Linked DNA regions of Bos taurus: region 1 is linked to region 2. Evidence: chromatin contacts called from public Hi-C data. All regions are on one chromosome and are shown on one strand. The core of a region is the stretch at or near the end of the contact, and the rest is flanking DNA. Distances in the headings are between cores, read along the strand shown. Region 1 holds the start of RNGTT (RNA guanylyltransferase and 5'-phosphatase). Region 2 holds the start of UBE2J1 (ubiquitin conjugating enzyme E2 J1).

Region 1 (5,734 bases), core at 799-3,298, 290 kb after region 2:
CTTATATATAGGTATCAAAGTGATGGGGCAGGATTTACAAATAAAAGTTTTTGGAAGAAAATGTTCTAGGAAAGGGGAAAGTCTTTTTCCTTTTTGTCAACAGGGAAAATTCAATCTTATTTACCCCTACTCTCACCTCTCTGCCGTTCTCCAAGAGGAAAAACAGATGCCCACAGAGTGACCAATGTGAGTCCTCCCTGGCTTTCTGGAACCACAAACACATTCTCATTAACATGTCTTGACCTCCTCTTTGCTCCAACTCCACTCTGCCAGCAGACACTAGAATTGGCCATTATCTGGGCAGATTGTAATTGCCCAGATTGTAATTGTAATTGGCTGGTTTGTAAGGCAACTGAGTCTTATCTTTTCCTGTTAGCAGAGGAGTGTTACTTTCACTAAAAGGTCTCAACAGATATAACAGCCAGACAGACCAGGAGTGCCAACTAATTCAGGCTCTCTCAAACAGAGAGAGCCCCTTTCCATTTCTGGGGAGAATTCTGATCATATTGAGATGGTCCAGGCATTTGGGAGCTGAGCAGTCCCACAAGTTTCTCACCAGCACTTTAACATCAGATCCCCAACCTCCAGGATCTAATGCCTGATGATCTAAGGTGGAATTGGTGTCATAATAATAGAAATAAAAGTGCACAATGAATGAAATGCACTTGAATCATCTTGAAACCCACCCCCTCTCCCTAGCCTGGTTCGTGGAAAAACTGTCTCTCATGAAATTGGTCAAAAAGGTTGGAGACCACTGCTTTAACACGCATTCCCTGCCCTGCCCCAAACCGCATTCTCTTGCAGTTCAAATACAGCACTAACATTTAAAACCAGCCTGTTAACACTATAATTAACTTGCCAGCATCCAGCTTTATATTTCATACTTTAACTAAATTAGTCTAGTAGCTATAGAAAGTCTTATTACAGGACACAGTTTATAAAATGAACTTCCAATCGCCTGGAATTGGAAGATGCTTCCAATCTCACGGGCTTAACTGGAAGGAAAGACCATTTGGTAAACCAAATTGAGAACACTGCCGCGTAGCGGTACTCCACTGAGCAATTCCTGCCTTTGCCAATTACACACATTAGTTGGTAACTTTGAGACTCCCAAATACACTATAAAACTGCTCCAGAAATGTAGAAACAAAACTCATAAAACCCATTTTGGGGTTAATTTCAGATGCTTCATGGATCCCTAGAAGCACACCCCCAAAGAGAAATCCTTCATTTCGGGTGCTCCAATCTCTCGCCCTTAGAGTTTCTCTAAAGCTTGTTCCGCTAATCCAAGTCAGGAAAAACTTTTCCAATTCCCAGTCAAACCCAGATCCTGCCGGGACGCCAAACTTGGCCGAAAAAAGGGCGATCAGGCTCTTGGAGTATGACGGCGGCGGGAAAGCCCCTTTCGTCAGTAAAACAGATGCCTTAACGAAATCTGCGGACTACTCTACGCTTGGAAAGAGGCTTGGTTTCCTTTCATTCTCCAGGGTTTCCATCGGCTGTCGAGACAGAAATGTAAAGAACGGTAGTTCTGCGGTATCCCGTACTATGGCAGCAGCTGCTGCTGCTGCTACTGCTGCTGCTAAGTCGCTTCAGTCGTGTCCGACACTGTGCGACCCCATAGAGAGCAGCCCACCAGGCTCCCCCGTCCCTGGGATTCTCCAGGCAAGAACACTGGAGTGGGTTGCCATTTCCTTCTCCAATGCATGAAAGTGAAAAGTGAAAGTGAAGTCGCTCGGCCGTGTCTGACTCTTAGCGACCCCATGGACTGCAGCCTACCAGGCTCCTCTGTCCATGGGATTTTCCAGGCAAGAGTACCAGAGTGGGGTGCCATTGCCTTCTCCCACTATAGCAGCCGAGCATGTGCAAAGTCGCCCACAGAGCTGTCCGAGATTTGGGCGGGGCGGGGCGAGGGAAGACCCGCCCCTTCCACTCGCCTTGGCCTTAACTCCTTCCCATCCCTCCGCCGGCGTCTCTTTTTCACCTCTGACCTCGGAAAGAAGTGGGTGGGGCCTTTGGGGGCGGAAGTGGCGGTGCATTGTGGGCTCGCCTAGAGTTGAGCCTGAATGGAAGTGGCGCGCTGCCGCTGACGTTACCCGCGTCCGAGCGGCTAGGGTTCGGACGCCGTCCGGGATTCGGGTACCTCAGACCTGTGGTTCAGAGCGGACCGCGAGGAGGCGGCGGCTAGGCCGAGCGTTGGTGGAGGGGCGGCTGTGCGCGGCCCCAAGACATGGCTCACAACAAGATCCCGCCGCGGTGGCTAAACTGTCCGCGGCGCGGCCAGCCGGTGGCAGGTAACCGGGACCGGGGTGTTCGAGTCCCCGCGCACGGGCGGGTCCGAGAGTGGGCTGAGGGCGTGCAGCTTTCGGTAGTGGTGTTTCAGGACCGAGATATGTTCGGTCCGATGAAGCTTGTTTGGGAATCTGGACTGGAGGGAATAGGGGCACTTGTTAAGGCTAAATGTTGCAAACAGGAAGGTAGATAGGAGGTTTCTGTGTGGCAGGAACTGAGGACGCAAGAACTCAAGGGGCAGTACTTTGAAGCTTAGTCAAGAGTTTTGTAAACCTTTCAGGGTTCTCGGAAGGGTGTCTGTCGGTCTTGAGATGAAGGAAGGCTTAAGAAGAGGAAGGGCAGTTCCCAGCGGTGAAATTGATCCACACCGAGACTGGAGGTTTTTGTTTTGCTTAGTTTTTTAAAATCTTTTTTTTTTTTTAAAGAATGACTTTTGAGGACTTTTTCATCTTTGAGTTTGACCCAACAGACTTTAAATTTAAAAGTGTACCGTTGGGTAAATTTTGACTTCCGCACACCCCCTATGAAACACAGATAGTAAACATAATCATCACCTCTTCAGGTTTCCTCCAGCTCTTGATAATCCCTCCCTCTGCAGGCAACCGGTGATCTGCTCTCTGTCACTATAGATTTAGTTTGCATTTTGTATAATTTTTAAAATAAATGGAAACATACTCTCTTTTGGGGACGATCTCTGGCATCTTTCACTCAGCATTATTATTTTGAGATTTATACGTGTGCTTGTGTGTATCATTAACTCATCCCTTATTACTGCCAAGTAATAGTCTATTGTTACAGCTACACCGGTTTAAATTAGATTTGTTTATTCATTCATTCGTTGATGGTCCTTTGGGTTTTCAGTTTTTGGCTGTTGCATACTAACTTACTATGAACATTAATGTGCAGTTCTTTGTATGGGCATATGTTTTCTTTTCCCCTGTGTAAATCTTTAGGAGAGGGATGGATCATACAGTAGGTGTACGTTTAACATTTCAAAAAACTGCCAAACTCTTTTCAAAGTCATAACATTTTGCATTCCTGACTATCAGTATGAGGATTTTTCTTTGCTCCATATCCTAACACTTGATTTGATCAGTCTTTTTAATATTACCCGTTCTTTACCAACTGAGCTCTCAGGGAAGCCCCAATAGGGACTTAGTACTGTCTTATTGTGGTTTGATGTTGAGCATCTTTTCATGTGCTTCTTGGAAATATCTTCTTTTATGAAATGTCCAAAACTTTTGCTGATTTAAAAAATATTTATTTTTATTTATTTGACTGTGCAGGGTCTTAGTTGCAGCACTTGGGATCTATGATCTTTGTGCGGCACTGGAGATCGTAAGATGGGGCATGTGGAAACTCTTAGTTGCAGAATGTAGGATCTAGTTCCCTAGCCAGGGATCCAACCTAGGACCCCTGCATTGGGAACTCAGAGTCTTAGCCACTGGGTCACCAGGGAAGTTCCTTTGCTGATTTTTAAAATTGGGTGGTTTTATTTTTGAGTTGTTATTTTTCTTTATATGTTGTAAATACAAATCTTTTTTTTGTTGTTCAATTGCTAAGTCATGTCCAACTCTTAGCAACCCCTTGAACTGCAGCACGCCAGGTTTCCCTGTCCTTCTCAATCTCCTGGAGTTTGCTCAAACTCACATCCAATGAGTCGGTGATGCTATCCAACCAACTCATCCTCTGTTACCCCTTCTCCTCTTGCCCTCCGTCTTTCCCAGCATCAGGGTCTTTTCCAGTGAGTTGGCTCCTTGCATCAGATGGCCAAAGTATTGGAACTTCATATGCTTTTCAAAGTCTTTTCTCCAGTTTGTGGCTTGCCTTTTCATTCTCTTTTGTTGTTTCTTTTGAAGAATTAAAATTTTAAAGTTTAACTAACGTCAACCTAATGCTTTTTCTAGAAGATGTTTTGAAACAAAATTAAAGGATTTTGTAGTGAACTATGCATGCTTATTAATTATATACACATCTTTAGTATGTCTGCCTAGTTATTTTAAATGGTTGGAAGAGAAGATTCTGTAGTCATTTTTTAATTCATGTTTTCTGATTCTTCTGGTTTGTCAGCTTTTCTTCACATTTTATGTTAAATCTTCAGTCAGTAAAACCATATAAATGATGGATAAAAGTCTTATTGAAAGATAATCTAAATAAGTCTTAGGGTGAGGAAATGGTTTTCCTTAACAAAAATGAAATAATTTTCTTTATGTTCTAACCATTTTTATAGGCATTTTCACTTGTAGTTGATAGTCATTGTACTTTCTTTAGATGAATTGATTACAGTTCTTTACACTTTTCTTTATAGGTCTTACTCTTCAGACATTTTGACTTTTTTCCCTTGTTATCTCTAACTTAGTATTGAATCTTTTTTTTTTTTTTTTTACATTTTCCCCCATTATAGAGTTATGAAGAAACCTCTGAACTTAGATGTCTGACTTCTTTTTTAACTTGGCACATGTTTCTGGATGCTTTATTATTAGAGTTACCAGCTACATTTATTTGTGAGGAAAACAAAATCATAAAGAAGATCTTGTCAAAAGAGAATTATTTTTTATTTGGAATTAGAAAAACAGCTTAAAAGTCAGAATTTTAATGTAGTCTGCTCATGGCAATGACAAATATCAGGATACTGACTTCTTGGTAGATAAAGGGACACATGTATGTACTGACTGGGGGTGGACAGCAGCCAGTGAAGTGCAAGCCCTAGACAGCTTTATCACTCTAAGAAATAGAGTTGTGTGCTTTTCTTTTCTTTTTCCCTCTCCTGGAGATGAAGGGTCAGGAATAAAAAAGTTTTCCTTTTTATTGTATTGGAGTATTTTAACCCCCAAAAGCTAGACTTTTAGTTATTGTGCTCACTGAGTCACTAAACTCAGCTCATCTGAGCAGCTGTGGGCCCTGGACAGAACCCCAGGCCTCCTGGCAACCAACTGGATCTTTACTGGTAATCAGGTCTGCTTTGGCATGTGACCCTTGTTAAAAAGTAAAGGGAATACAACATAAAATTCTTAAATCTCTCTGAATTTACCTTAAAATTCTGTGTCCTAGAAGCGTTCATGACACATTGTGTATTTTAGATAATGCAGGGTTGGCAGTGTTTTATAGTAGTAGAACAAGAAATGCTAGCTATATTATTGCAAGCTTTAGGGAAAAATAAGGAATCATTCATATTCCCAATTTCTGCCTCCTCTTTTCTTCCTCTTTTTTCTCATTAGAAAAAGAATCCATGCTTATTGTATAATTTCTTTGATATTTTGCACATTTAGAAAAATATGATGGCTAAATTTTCTCATTGTAAACGTTAGGATGCCTTGTTCAGTTCAGTTGCTCAGTTATGTCTGACTCTTAGCGACCCCATGGACTGTAGCACGCCAGGCTTCCTTGTCCATCACCAACTCTTATTAGTACTATGCAAGTTCATAATTTTTCTGAATCAGAA
Region 2 (6,419 bases), core at 1,771-4,270:
GTTCCTCTTCACTTTCTGCCATAAGGGTGGTGTCATCTACATATCTGAGGTTATTGATATTTCTCCCAGCAATCTTGATTCCAGCTTGTGCTTCATCCAGCCCAGCGTTTCTCATGATGTACTCTGCATATAAGTCAAATAAGCAGGGTAACTTCAGGCTGAGCACAAGATTCCTGGTGCACCACCTTGTTACCTCACCACCAACCAATCAGAAGAAAGTCACACACTTGGGAGCCCTAAAACTCACCAGAAAATCATCTGGGAGTTCATGTTTTGAGCAGGAGCCACTCACTCTCTTAGCTTGGCCCTTGCAATGAACTGTTCTCTGCTCCAAACTCTGAGGTTTTGGTTTGTTTGGCCTCACTGTGTCGGGCACATGAACTTGCAGTCGACAGCAGTTCAAGAATACCTCTGAGGTTCTAAGAAGCATGTTCCTCTTTTCAGATGACAGGGAAAAAAGGCTTTACATGAATATAAGACAAGAAAGACAGCTTGATTCCTTTTTATTGCAGTGAAAACAATCCCAGTTTCAGAGTCAGAAGACCTGGACTTGAATCAGGGTCCTTCCACTTTCTAGATAAGTAGCCTTGAATGTAAGTCAGTGAAACTTGAAGAACCTCTGTAAATTGGATTTCAAGGTATTCAAATCAAGAAATTAATAAAAATCTAAAAAACTTCTTTTTATCAATATGATAAAAAATAATATGTCAGAAAGATATGTCAACTGGAAAAAAATGCACATTCTAAATGTTGAGAATTCTGTTTTATTTGGTGGCCTGAGGACTTTAGTCTAGGATGCTGCCTCTCAGGTATCTCTGAGGAGTCATTCCAAATTGGTAAGAGAGGAGCCAGGATATACAGGAGTTCTTGCTGGGAAAAAACCAACCAAACAAAAAACATAAAAAAACATGTAGTTGAACATCAAAAGATTACTGTTAATCACAAAAATATAGGTATCTCAAGTTAATGATTTTAGTGCTTTTCTACCTATGAGAAGATGCAAGAGTCTGGACTCTGAAATTATTCTGTCCACTCTCTAGGGCCAGTATCCTGTTTTACTTTATCCTGAATTCCCTTCAGTGTGTACCTTCAACGGGCAACTGCCACAGCTGATGGTAGGCAGATATCCTTTGTTTACTGAAATGGCAGGCAATATTTTGGGGGGCCACAGATAAGAACTTTTAATGTAGTTGAAAACACGAAGAATTTAAGCTTGAGTTCTCTGAGACCTCAATTGTCTTCATCTGTAAAATGGGTATAAATAACCCATGTCACCACCAGTGAAAAGGCAAACTTTTCCCTTATGAGTTCTTGGCTGAAACCCCTTGCAACAAATGAACAAAAGAAGAAACAAGCTGAGTAACTCCCTGAGTCATTACCAAAGATTAATAGTATCTTCAGCTAAAGACAGAAGAAAGCTGTAGGGGGATTGAAGGACGCCAGTAATGAAAGGGCACAGGGAAACGGGTAAAGGTTGTTTCGAAGATTTGTTAGTACCCCCTCCATCAACTTTCTCAGACACTAGTGGCTCAGGCCATAAAGAATCCACCTGCAATGCAGAAGACCTGGATTAGATCCCTGGGTTGGGAAGATCCCCTGGAGGAGGGTATGGCAACTCTCTCTGGTATTCTTGCCTGGCAAATCCCTATGGACAGAGGAGCCTGGGGGGCTACAGTCCATGGGGTTGCAAAGAGTCCATGGGGTCGCAAGAAGACACAACTAAGCGACTAAGCACAGCACAGCAAAAAAAAATGTGTTTTAAAAAACGTGAATTTCCCTTCAGTTCAATTCAGTCGCTCAGTCGTGTCCGACTCTTTGCGACCCCCAGGGACGGGGGAGCCTGGTGGGCTGCCGTCTATGGGGTCACACAGAGTCGGACACGACTGAAGTGACTTAGCAGCAGCAGCAGTAGGAAACGGTAAATTCTACTCTGTTTTCAGAGATTCTCTTGTGCCTGCTCTTTCTCAAAAATATCCAGTTCAAGATAATCCTTATGCCAAAGAGACATATTTTGGGGTGGCATATTGTTACCTTTCAAAAAGAAAGTTTTCTATGTTTATATAACAAAATAAAAGTTGCCCAACCTGATTTAATCCTCTTCATTCCACATGGAATTCTCTCCTTCCCTCTTCATCCTTTCCATCGTGCCAATCCACCCCCTTTTCCTAAATCCTTGTCCCTTTTTAAGTCTTTTTCGTGACGTCAGCTTATACAATGAACCCTGAAATGTGTTCTTTGAGGGGATACCTTTCATATATGTATGCTTCCGAACCCAATTATTTTTTTAAAAAATCTCCCCAAATGCTTAACTAACTGCCTTGCACCCAAGCACATTTGTCTGGGGGTAAAAAATGTTATAAAAACCCTTCACATTCTCTTATCTCTGGATTTCTCCTTTCCTGCTTAACTGTTTCCACCCCAAACAGCTACCGATCTGAAAACAAAGCACTTGGCAGTAGCCGGGCCACACGGGCGCCGGGTCGGGGTGGCTCTGAACCGGTCTCGAGGACCTGGGCCCAGATACGCCCGCCGCGAGGACGATCGGGGCGTTTCGGGCAGCGCCTTTCCGCGGGGAGTCCCGCAAGCGCCTGGGGAGCCTGGGTGGGTCTGGGCAAGGATAAGACCGGAGCGCCGCCCACTCCTGCAGATCCGGGAGTGCGCTTCGCGGGACCGGGGAAGTGACCAGTGGCCGAGCCGCGCCCCCGCCACGAAGCGACTGCCACGTCAGGACAACTTCACAAAACCTGGGCGAGGGAGGGTGACGCAGGCCGGGCGGCCGCGGCGGCTTTGGGCCCGCGGCCAGACGAGGAGGCTGACCTCCAGCCCAGCCCCGGCTTCAGCGACACCCCGGCCGGCGCCGGCGCCTGCCCGGCCCTCTGGGAGGCGGGGGAGCAGCGGAGGAGGCGGCGCCACCGCGGAGCGCGCGCCCTCCCGCCCCGCCCGCAGTCCCGGCCTGGGCGGGGCGGCCACCGCTGAGGCTCCTCGGCCAGACCCGGTCGGCCCGAACCGAGTTGAGTCGCGGGAGGCGGCGGCGCGGAGAGGCGGTGACGGCGGCGGCGGGCCGGGAGGCTGGAGCCGGGCCAGCCACCCGCCATGGAGACCCGCTACAACCTGAAGAGTCCGGGTGAGCGGGGCTGTGGGCGGGGGCGGTGCCGCACGGTGAGCGCGATGGGGGAGTGACCCCGGACCCCGGGGACCCGCTCCACGGACCCCTCGCGTCGGCCGCCACTCGCCGCTCCGCTCCCGGTTCCGCGCTCTACGCCAGCCCGCTGCCTGCCGGGCTGGTGCAGGCCGCGGAGCCGGGCGGCCCGGCAGGCACAAAACCTGGGGTCTCCCCTCCGCACCCCGACTGCCCTTCCCTCATTTTCGCCACGTAGAACTGGGTTATCAGCTTATCCCCGAGAACAGGTGTAATGGTGATAGCCGTGAGTAATAGAGATCAACCCCTTGCCCTACCTGCGCCTTGAACACGGTCGTTAGCTCTTTTCCGTCGCCGCCACCGGACTTTTTATATATTAGCTGTTTGACTCACTCTCATTTGAGGATTTCGTTTAAACGTCCTGTTTGCAGCCTTTGGGGGCAGATAGAATTACAGACATAAAGGAAATGTTCTAGACTAAAGCGGTTAACCAAAAAGCTAAGAAAACTAGTTGAGCCATGCACTTTAGAACTAACCATGATTTTAGCCATACTGGTATGATGTATGTATGTCTCTGTTCAGGCATAGAAACTTCTCTTCCTGTCTTTAATACCCCTGCTTCATTCACAGAAGCAGCCAAACACTAGCCTCAAATACTTTTCTGGTGTATAATAAAGAAGCGGGCTTCCCTGATGGCTCAGCGATAAAGAATCTGCCTACCAGTGCAGGAGACGCGGGTTGGATTCTGGTCCGGAAGATCCCCTGGAGGAGGAAATGGCAACCCACTCCAGTATTCTTGCCTGGAGAATCCCGTGGACAGAGGAGCCTGGCGGGCTACAGTCCATGGGGTCGCGAAAGAGTCAGAAACGACTTAGCGACTTAACAACAAAATAAAGAAGCACGACAAGTAAGCAGCTCTCAGATTAAGATAGGCTTGAAACCTTTGGATTCTATAAGTGGTATTGGATTTGTACCTTGATAAATTTGTTCAGAGGGAGAAACTCCACACTTTAGGTCTAAATAATCCTAATAAAGGATTTTAGTTTAGTGATGGTTTGGCCAACCTTTATTGGTTCTTTTTTTTTTTTTTCTACCGAAGAAGCAACTTCTCAGTAAGAATCACCAAGATTAGCATGCTGTTGGAGAGAGTACTGTGAATCTTGGATTTTTTTAATGACTTAAAAACGTAACAAAGACTGAAGAAAAGCCTGAGGATACTGATTGAACAGAGCTTTGTTAACTTGAGTTCTGTCAGGCTAAGAAACGTTCTCCAGTAACCAAGAATCAGTCATAACGTTTGGGGGAGCCATAGACTTAAAAAAATCCGCGGAAGGGTTTGGACTCTAGAAGAAATATGTTTATAGGATTCAATTTCAGTGGATTCACCACCCCTGCTATGCTCAACCCATCTCCTACGCCAGGGGGAATAAAGGGAGATGAAAGAGAAAGAGGGAAAGAAAAGCTTAATTTTAAGATTAGATGTTGGAATGTTTAGAATGTGGAAATTGTGCTAGATTTTAATAACAATATGTGGGTAAAACGTAGGGTAACTGGTCCCATGATACCAAGTTCCTTGAGACAGCTGAGGTATTTAGTGGAATGTCCAGAGAATAATGAAAATGAGAAATAGTGCAATTTGGAATGGAGTGTTGGTGGGTCCCAAGAGATTGTTGTCAGAGGACTTTGCTGAATTTTGATAGGCTATTGTACCCGAGACTGTGATAAGCTTTTAAAATTCTTCAGAATTTTTATTCTGTTTCTACACTGTATGACCTACTGTAAGGAAGGTACTGGTTGAGCTTTCTTTGGTAGACATGCTTCTAGCCGTATAATAAATTGCTTCGTCTTTTCAGTTTCATTTCCTCAGAGGTAGTGCTGTTGTTCTAAAAAGGAGGGTTTTTTTTAAACTTTTTTTTTTTAATTCTACAGATCATTTGGTATTCATAGAAAAAGTGAATTAGCCGAAATATGGAACTTACTGAAAGTGCGGGAAGCAAGTGAAAATGTTTTCTTTGTTTTTTTCTGTCTTGTAATACTTTTTAAGGTAACGCATGCATGAAAGGAAGTGGTTAAAAACGCTGCACAATGTAAGAGCTATAACCCTTTTTCTATCTGACGTGTAATTGTCTTAGAGGTATGGATGGAACAATTAAGACAATACAAATAACTGGTTAAAGGCCAGTTTGTTAGCATATGGATAGTAAATTTGTTCATTTTATAGATGAAACAATGTATTTTTAATGATTTTTCTAGAATGGACCTGTGATAATGGGCAGAACTCTATGTGAGGACACCTCTTGAGCCTCTGACTACCCTGTCAGTAGGTGCTTCTGGATCAGGCACCCTGCTCTCTCTTTTGGGTCTGTTCTGGTCTAAGTATCAGGGTCTCAGAGTACAAAGTAAGGGGACATAATGTGTAAAGAACTTCCTGTGGCCAGATTTCTTCAGAAGGGCCCAATCTGCTCGTTAGCAGATGGTTGGCATATAAGAAATTGGTGCAAAGGCACCGATTACCTCCATCAGAAATATAGGAGTTACTCTATCTGTGGGCTTCCCTGGTAACTCAGTGGTAAAGAATCTGCCTGCAGTGCAAGAGCTACAGGAGACACAGGTTCCATCCCTAGGTCAGGAAGTTCCCCTGGAGGAGGGCGTGGCAACCCACTCCAATATTCTTGCCTGGAGAATTTCGTGGACAGAGGAGCCTGGCGGGTTACAGTCCATGGGGTCACAAAGAGTTGGATACGACTGAAGTGACCGAGCACACACGTACTCTGTCCATACCCAGGATACCTACTGCCCCTTCACGCTAATCATTCTCAAGTTTTAATGTCCGATTTAAACCCTTCTCCTAGGCTATAGATACACAGAACTTACTGGTGATTTAACATCTTTACCCAGATTTCCCACAAACCAAAAAAAAAAAACATCTCTACAAGGTGTAAAAACCAAAAACCAGTTAGTTTTCTTTCCTCCCCCTCTTTCCTTATCCCAGGAATTGACTGCCACCTAGGAACCCATGGGAGTCATCTTTGATTTCTTGGTCTACTTTTTTACTCCACTCCCTACCCTGAAACACATACAAATACATGCATTTCCATGTGGGCACTAATGAACAAAGTCACATGTATCTAATCAATTACTGTCCATCATCACCAGATCAGTTGAAACAAAATAAAAAATTAGGTCAGTCCTCAAATTGGCAAAATTTTAATAGCTTCCTGGTGAAAGTGAAAGTTGCTCAGTTGTAGAGTCCATGGAATTCTCCAGGGCAGAATACTGG

The links. Hi-C and Micro-C count contacts between places; a contact is called where the count stands out from the background.
Region 1: a Hi-C map of liver shows a contact between it and region 2, with 2.1 times the contacts expected there. The contact joins the promoter of RNGTT here to the promoter of UBE2J1 in region 2. A contact is called at or near these places in 2 of 11 Hi-C or Micro-C datasets (liver and skin fibroblasts).

Annotation. Positions count from the first base shown.
Region 1 is chr9:61,100,055-61,105,788 of ARS-UCD2.0, forward strand. RNGTT (RNA guanylyltransferase and 5'-phosphatase) reads left to right here and starts at 2,049. Exons shown (of 16, transcript NM_001046085.2): 1 at 2,049-2,294. The coding sequence starts at 2,231.
Region 2 is chr9:60,809,696-60,816,114 of ARS-UCD2.0, forward strand. It overlaps UBE2J1 (ubiquitin conjugating enzyme E2 J1), which reads left to right and starts at 3,021. Exons shown (of 8, transcript NM_001206186.1): 1 at 3,021-3,124. The coding sequence starts at 3,094. It overlaps MIR2903 (microRNA mir-2903), which reads left to right and starts at 3,231; the gene lies at 3,231-3,318.